Linked DNA regions of Oryctolagus cuniculus: region 1 is linked to region 2. A link is a contact called in public Micro-C data. All regions are on one chromosome and are shown on one strand. Each heading gives the region's core, a stretch centred on a gene start, on an enhancer-like site or on the middle of the called end of the contact. The rest is flanking DNA. Distances are from core to core; before and after follow the strand shown. Region 1 overlaps NFIA (nuclear factor I A). Region 2 has its middle 100 kb from the start of TM2D1.

Evidence for each region. Hi-C and Micro-C count contacts between places; a contact is called where the count stands out from the background.
Region 1: a contact with region 2 is called in a Micro-C map of ear pinna, with 20 times the contacts expected there. The contact joins two enhancer-like sites. A contact is called at or near these places in 4 of 6 Hi-C or Micro-C datasets (ear pinna, psoas muscle, skin fibroblasts and 1 more).

What each region holds. Positions count from the first base shown.
Region 1 is chr7:111,813,234-111,816,769 of mOryCun1.1, forward strand. All of the region lies in intron 1 of NFIA (nuclear factor I A), which reads right to left. Among named protein-coding and RNA genes, the nearest start is that of NFIA, 180 kb to the right of the region's middle. Within about 2 kb of position 1,253, at least 5 of the 8 cell types and tissues checked have an H3K27ac peak or open chromatin away from gene starts, as enhancers often do. A contact at or near this core is called in ear pinna, where this site is marked.
Region 2 is chr7:111,177,734-111,181,377 of mOryCun1.1, forward strand. No RefSeq gene overlaps it. Among named protein-coding and RNA genes, the nearest start is that of TM2D1, 100 kb to the left of the region's middle. Within about 2 kb of position 1,833, at least 4 of the 8 cell types and tissues checked have an H3K27ac peak or open chromatin away from gene starts, as enhancers often do. A contact at or near this core is called in ear pinna, where this site is marked.

The DNA.
Region 1 (3,536 bases), core at 3-2,502, 630 kb after region 2:
AATGTGTAAATGTTAATTGGAAAAAAAAAAAAAAAGATCCCCTAACTCTCATGTATCTAACTTTCTCAGCTCCGGGACAAGGACTACAAGCAAATGGCAAACTTCAGGTAGCTTATTCTTTTAACCACTTTATGTTTCAGTAGCTATTTTTCTTCCTTAACTGAATGACGTAGTTTCATTTACCTCCACGCGTACCTTTCCCCGCGCGCCCTCACCGACCCGGCTCAGCGACTCTGGCCGAGTGAGGCCGCAGGGAGTGTTGGGGAGAGGCCCACGCAGCTGTTCCCTGGCTAAAGCGCTGCATTTCGAAGGATCTGAGCAAACGACTGAAGGAGAGGCTCCTTCTCGGCATTCGGTCGAGAGCTGCCGTAGAAGGACCGTGGGGTACGGCATCCTCCTGATCCGGCGCTAGGTCACGTCCGCGGACCAGTCTCCCTTGGCCGCCTCTGCACCGCGTCTGCCGCAGAGCGGGCCCGGCTGGCGGCGGCCGCGCAGCCCCTTTCCCTCTGCCCCGAGGTGGCACAGCCCCGGCGCACAGCGACAGCAGAGACGCCCGACGCCGCCGGGGCCACGCTCGGATCTGCCACGGCGCCAACCCCGCCACCCGCTCCCGTCTCCTGCCCTCTTCCTCCTCCCTCCCCCCACCCAGGATTGCTAGTGGCGGAGGAGGTGGGGGGAGCCGGGATGTGGAACTGACAAGTGTGTACAGAAATCTCCACGTCCTCTGCGGTCTCCCACCCGGGTGGGTTGGGGTTAAAAGCCCGGAATTCAACTTTGCTGCAAAATCTCGGGTTCTTAGGGAGGGGCTGGAGGGAAGGAAGACCCTGCGGGGAACGCGCAGGCCAAAGCAGCCGAGACCCCGCCCGGCGGCTGTCCCGTGGAGACGATGAAAGCCTAGAGTCCCGGGCGGGGCCGCCGGCTTCCCCGAGGGGGCGCGGGCGTGAGGCTGGGACAGCAGCGCGCTCGGGGATCCGGTCCCCCTGGCACAGGCAGCGCGCTCCCTGCCCTGCAGGTGCACCCCCGCCCCCTTTTGGTCCCCTCCGTGGAAACCGCTTTCCGGCCCAAGTTCTGTCCTTTGAGGCTTTGAACGAGGCCTTTCAGAAGTTTTTAAAGCTGCCCCGCCCCGCCCAGCACTCACAGGGTCACTCTCCCCCCAACCCTCCGCCCCCACCACAGCTGCGGGCAAGGCGGGGGCTGGAAGCCCGCGGGTCGGGGGACGGGCAGGCCCGGGGCCCTGGGATCGCAGCACCGCCCTGCGGCGCCAGGCTTAGCCCGGGAGCTCGAAGATCTCGATCCTAAGCCCCACCTGGGAGGAGGCGCAGGCCCGCCGCTGCCCGATCTCGCCAGCCCCGAGGGGTGAGGAGAGTCGGGGTACGCGGAGGAAGGGAGACCGAGAAGGGGCCGCACGGCCACACCATCGCCGTGGCTGCGCTGACCTCCAGCCGAGGGCCTATTTAAAGCGTCCTTGCCGACAGGCAGCTGGTGACCCTGTCCTCGCCCTCCAAGTTCCCCTTAGCGAAGCAGGGCGCCACCTACAGGCGAGTTCCAAATAGCACGGGAAAGAAAGGGACACCTGCAGTCATTGTGGTGCTGTCCAAGCAGGGCCCTGTTTTGTCCAGAGCCATTCTTCAGCGACTGAGTCGGCGCGGAGTTCCGGGTCTGTTGGCATCGGCAAAAGCCCAGAGGGCACTAAGAACGGGCTTTTGGGGAGGGGTCAGGACAGGAACTGGGCAAGTCCAGGACAAAAGAAGTGGCGGCTGCTACTGGGCTGCCAGAGTTTCCATCCTGACGATGCTGGCTGGGCTTAGAGTCCGGGGTCACCCTCAGGTTGTTTTCATAAGGTGCAGCATGTTTGATTGACAAGAGTAGCTGTGTGACCTTGGACAAGTCACTTATATAGGTGGGAAACTGTGAGCTTCTAAGAGGCCTCCACATATTTCTAATAGGCAAGTCATTTTTAGCTTCCAATTGTAAGACGTTATCCACTTCCTTTCTAATGTTTAAGGAAGAGGGCCTTAGTTAAGGGCAGAGGGCGCAGAGCAGCATGAGTATCTGATAGGGACAAGGGATGGCAACGACTTGTTAACGTCTCTCTCAGAATCAAATAGCATCTTTCAAGGAGGGATGACACTATTAGTATTTCCCATGCAACTCTAACACATAATTGGTTAGTTGCTATTTAATGGTTAATTGTCGTGGGATTTTTGCAATGTTATATGATAGACATCTTCATTTTGAAAAATGAGAAAATAAGGCAAGAGAATACAAGTCATAGTTGTTATATAGTTTTTGCTATGTAAAACTTTTCCTACTGGGGGTGGTGGGGGTGTTTGGCCTAGCAGTTGAGACATCTCTTGGGACACCTGCATCTCGTGTCAGAGTGTCTGAGTTTGAGTCCTAACTCCATGTTGGATGCTAGCTTCCTGCTAATGTACTTCCCGAGAAGCAGCAGGTAAAGACTCAATACCTGCCACCCATGGGAGAGACCAGGATTGAAGTCTAAGACTCTGGCATTGACGTGGCCCAGTCCTGGATGTTTTGGGCCTTTGGGGGAGTGAAACAGCAAATGGATGATCTCTCTGGGTCTTTATTTCTCTTGCCTCCCAAATAAAATAAAACAAATTTTAAATATTAAAAAATTTCAAAAAATTTCCTGCTTCAGCTGCCCCAATCTACACAAGGAATTATCAAAAAGTTTACAGAAAATGTATCAAGAAAGACAATGGATTTAAAGTATTTTTTGCACTAAAATATACTTATCTTTTTTAAAAAGATTTATTTATTTTATTTGAAGGTAGAGTTACAGAGAGGCGGGGGGGAGAGAGAGAGAGAGAGAGAGAGAAAGGTTTTCCATCTGCTGGTTCACTCCCCAGATGGCCACAACTGCCGGAGCTGGGCCAATCCGAAGCCAGGAGCCAGGAGCTTCCTCTGGGTCTCCCACGTGGGTGCAGGGGCCCAAGAACTTGGGCCATTTTTCACTGCTTTGCCAGGCGATAGCAGAGAGCTGGATCGGAAGTAGAGCAGCTGGGACTTGAACCAGTGCCCATATGGGATGCCAGCACTGCAGGCGGTGGCTTTCCCTGCTACGCCACAGCGCTGGCCCCAAAATATACTTATCTTTAAAAATTTTTTTTATTTGACAGAGAGAGCTCCCATATGATGGTTCACTCCCCAAATGCCCACAGCAAACAGGTTTCATCCTGGCCAGAGCAGGTTTCCAATGTGGGTATAAAAGACCCAACCACTTCAGCCATAAACTGTTGCCCACAAGGGTGTGTATTAGCAGGAAGCTAGAACTGGGAATGGAGGCAGGACTTGAACCTAGACATTCTAATGTGGGATGTGGGTGTCTCCACTGGTGGCTTAACCACTGGGTCACAAGTCTGCCCCTAAATTTACCTTTTAATTCTGTTTTCCATGGACTTCGTGATAAATGCTCTTGTACTTCAGAATCTGCCTATAGCATGAATTTGTTTAACACCTGCTCTATAGTGGTTACAAGATGAGGAATTTTACATATCATATCTCATGTAAGT
Region 2 (3,644 bases), core at 583-3,082:
TGGAAACCAAGCGCTAACTGCCTACAGCAAAAGTTCCTTTTCAATTGGAAAATACCATGTTCGCCTATAATTATCATTGAGAAACTCAGCAACGGCTTATTAAGTGGATGTGGTAGACACTGGATGTAAGACACTTGTCCCACTAAAACAAAGCACCTGCCTGTTAAGAGCTCACTAACCCACAAGAGCAAAGACTCTGTCTTTTAGGCTAAAGAAATTCATTCATAAGTTTAGCAACCAGCTGGCATTAGCTTCAGGCAGCATCTGATCTTGGGAGTCAAGCAGCAGGAGCAGCCGCCTCAGGCCAGAGCAGAAGCTGGGACTGACCTCAGGGACAGAACAACAAGTATGCAGGGAAGCCAACTTCCTCCCAAGATAGCCTGCAGACCAACCTACAGTAAGGCAAAATGATTCTTTTGCCTTAGAAAATAAACATTAGAGAGGTCAAGAAAAGTTAGCCCCAAACCAGATCTGTCAGCAACTGGCTGGCACAGGAAAATGCACTGAAGTTCTCCAAATGAGGGCATGGAATGGGGTTGATTCTCAATCCCTGCTATGCACATTGGGGGTGGGGGCAAGAGCACTGGACTAGCCTACCTGGTGCAGGATTTTTGCAGGAATTACTAGCCATGAACAAAACCCATCTTACAACTTATGAATACTGGAAAAAGCAGGGAAGTGTTTTTTTTTTTTTTTAATCACATTCGCTCTCTGTTTGATAGAGTAGGTTATTTAGTGCATTGAGTCTTTTTTTTTTTTTTTTTAGATTTATTTAGTTATTTGAGAAGCAGCGTTACAGACAGAGAGGGAGAGACACAGAGAGTGGTCTCCCATCCCTTGGTTCACTCCCCAAACGGTGGCATCTGCTGGAGCTGGGACGATCCAAAGCCAGAACCCAGGAGCCAGGAGCCAGGAGCCAGGAGCCAGGAACTTCTTCTGGGTCTCCCATGTGGGTGCAGGGACCCAAGCACTTGGGCCATCTTCTGCTGCTTTCCCAGAGAGCTGGATGGGAAGAGGCGCCGCTGGGAACCGGTGCTGCAGGCCCGCGCTTAACCTACTATGCCACAGCACCGGCCCGGGGGTCATTCATTCATTCATTCATTCAATCAGCATTTATCTGCTAAGCACACACTATGTGCTGGGCCTGCACACTGGGACCACTCACTGCTTGGCTCTCAACCCGGGTTTCCATGTAAGCACGAGGCCCAAGTTTGTACGTAAATTTGATGGAGGCAGCGTGCCTATCTTTTCTCCTCCAAACACGAAGCGCTGTGCTGACTCGGACCTGGCTCTGTTGCCTCGATGTGGTGTGGAAATCCCTGCTTCCCACTCCTTTTGCTTTGCCTCCCTTCCCACTGGCTGGGAAACTCTCCAGGCAGGTGGCCCGGTGCCCCACCCCCACCAGGCCGCGGCGTTGCCGGCCTCGCGATTCCGGTAGGGGGAGCCAAACCCCCTGGCTGCGAGGCCGCGGGCCTGCCCGGGCGGCTGCCGAGCCGCCGCTTCTCCCAGCGCCGCCTTCGCTCTTGTGCGGTCTCCCTCAACGTCCCAAGCCAGCGGGTGCGTCTGAGGTGAAATCGTGCCAGACTTGCAGCCGGCTGCCAGGTTTCTCTCAAGTCTTGGCTTAACAAAGGCAAGCAAATTACAAAAATGGAAAATTTCAAACCAGCGTTCAGTGGGATTCAAATCGACGTTGGGGTAGCACGCAGGCACAGACCGCATTCGTGCTATTTTGTGATTACCATGATACCAAAAATACCTCCTGGCTTTGTTTTTCATCCTCTCGAACGACTTCTTTCCCTCTCCCGATTCCCGCCCTCCCCCGACCCGTTGCTTTGGGGCGCGGCAAGCCCCTGACCGCTGCAGAAATGCTAACATTTGGATCAGGGCGGCTGAAACATCTTGCCTCAGTCTTGACTTTTGTCAAGGGCTGAACTTTAAAAATGTGTGCACTTCTCAGCCCGGGGAAATACAGATAAAGAAGTTTCTAGACACTTCAGGAAGTTCTACAGGGCCTCTGCCAGGGCATGCAGCGCCGTTGTGTTTCACTCTGACAGAAGCAGAAGCCCCGGGCTCTCCCTGAGCGCCCCTCGTGCGCTCGGCCTCGGGGTTCTGAAGTGGCCCTGGAGCTGCGTCTTGAGTGATTTCACTTAACGCGAAGTCTTACAAAGAGCCTGGCGGCGTGTCCTCCCGTATTTCTGCAGTTGTTAGCCAGGCCCTGTCCCAAGTGGGTTTATGGGAAAGGCGCGCTCCCATTCTTCCCCCCACGCCCTCGGCCCTCCGGCTCGCACCATTTCTTTCCTGTTTCCTCACACAGCTGTGTTTGCTGTGCCTGGAGACAGGTGGGGGAGCAGCCTTGGAGGCCGGAGCTGCCAAGTTCCTCTCTAAGGACTGTCTGAATAGCTATTAAAATTTAAGGATCACGCACACACTTTGTTTGTTTGTTTGTGGCGGTGGTCGCTCCCTCTGCCTGCCTGTTTGTTGTAGGAGAGCAGCTGCACCAATTTGCCAGACAGATTAAATGTCACAGTCATACTATTGTCTGTGCTCTCCGGCCCACATAAGCATTGCCTTGGGCTGATGCCACATCTTTCTAGGCACCTGAGAAAGAGGGGTCCCACAGCCGTGGCCAAATCGTGGGCCTGCTTGTGAATCTTGGGAGAGAGGACCTGCCACATAAATAGGGAAACCCAAAGCTCACACGGGTGCTGGAAGTACTCATGTATGGCCACATCCAGAGACGCTTATTCGGGGTGGGTGCTGCATCCCATATTGGCACCTGTTCTTGCCCTGGCTACTCTTCTGATCCAGCTCTCTGCTTGTGGCCTGGGAAAGCAGTGAAAGCAGTGGGGGATGGCCCAAGTGCTTGGGCCCCTGCACCCTCCTGGGAGACCCGGAGGAGGCTCCTGGCTTTGCATTAGCTCGCTTGGCCGCTGAGACCATTTGGGGAATGAACCAGTGGATGGAGGAACTTTCTCTCTGTAAATTTATCTTTGAAATAAATAAATTTAAAAAATCTTTTAAAAAAAGGTGCTTATTGGTTTGGGTTCCCACAAATTAGAATTTTCTACTTGCATCAAATGATAACAGATCAATCAGGCTGGTAGTGGTTTTCAGAATTTGGAATAGAATAATACTTTTCCTTGAGCTGGCGCCGTAGCTCACTAGGCTAATCCTCTGCCTTGCGGCGCCGGCACACCGGGTTCTAGTCCCGGTCGGGGCGCCGGATTCTGTCCCGGTTGCCCCTCTTCCAGGCCAGCTCTCTGCTGTGGCCAGGGAGTGCAGTGGAGGATGGCCCAAGTGCTTGGGCCCTGCACCCCATGGGAGACCAGGAGAAGCACCTGGCTCCTGCCATCGGATCAGTGCGGTGCGCCGGCTGTGGCGGCCATTGGAGGGTGAACCAATGGCAAAGGAAGACCTTTCTCTCTGTCTCTCTCTCTCACTGTCCATTCTGCCTGTCAAAAAAAAAAAAAAAAGACTCTAACTTTCAAATAAATAATTAAAACCTTTACAAAAAAAAAGAATAATACTTTTCCAGCCTGGAATTAGACACCCTACGACTCCCTAAAGAGGGCTCCAATGAGAATACTTCCGGCTCTTTAAGGTGTTCATGGCTCTGTCTGTGCTGTGGCCCCTTCAAAACTTGC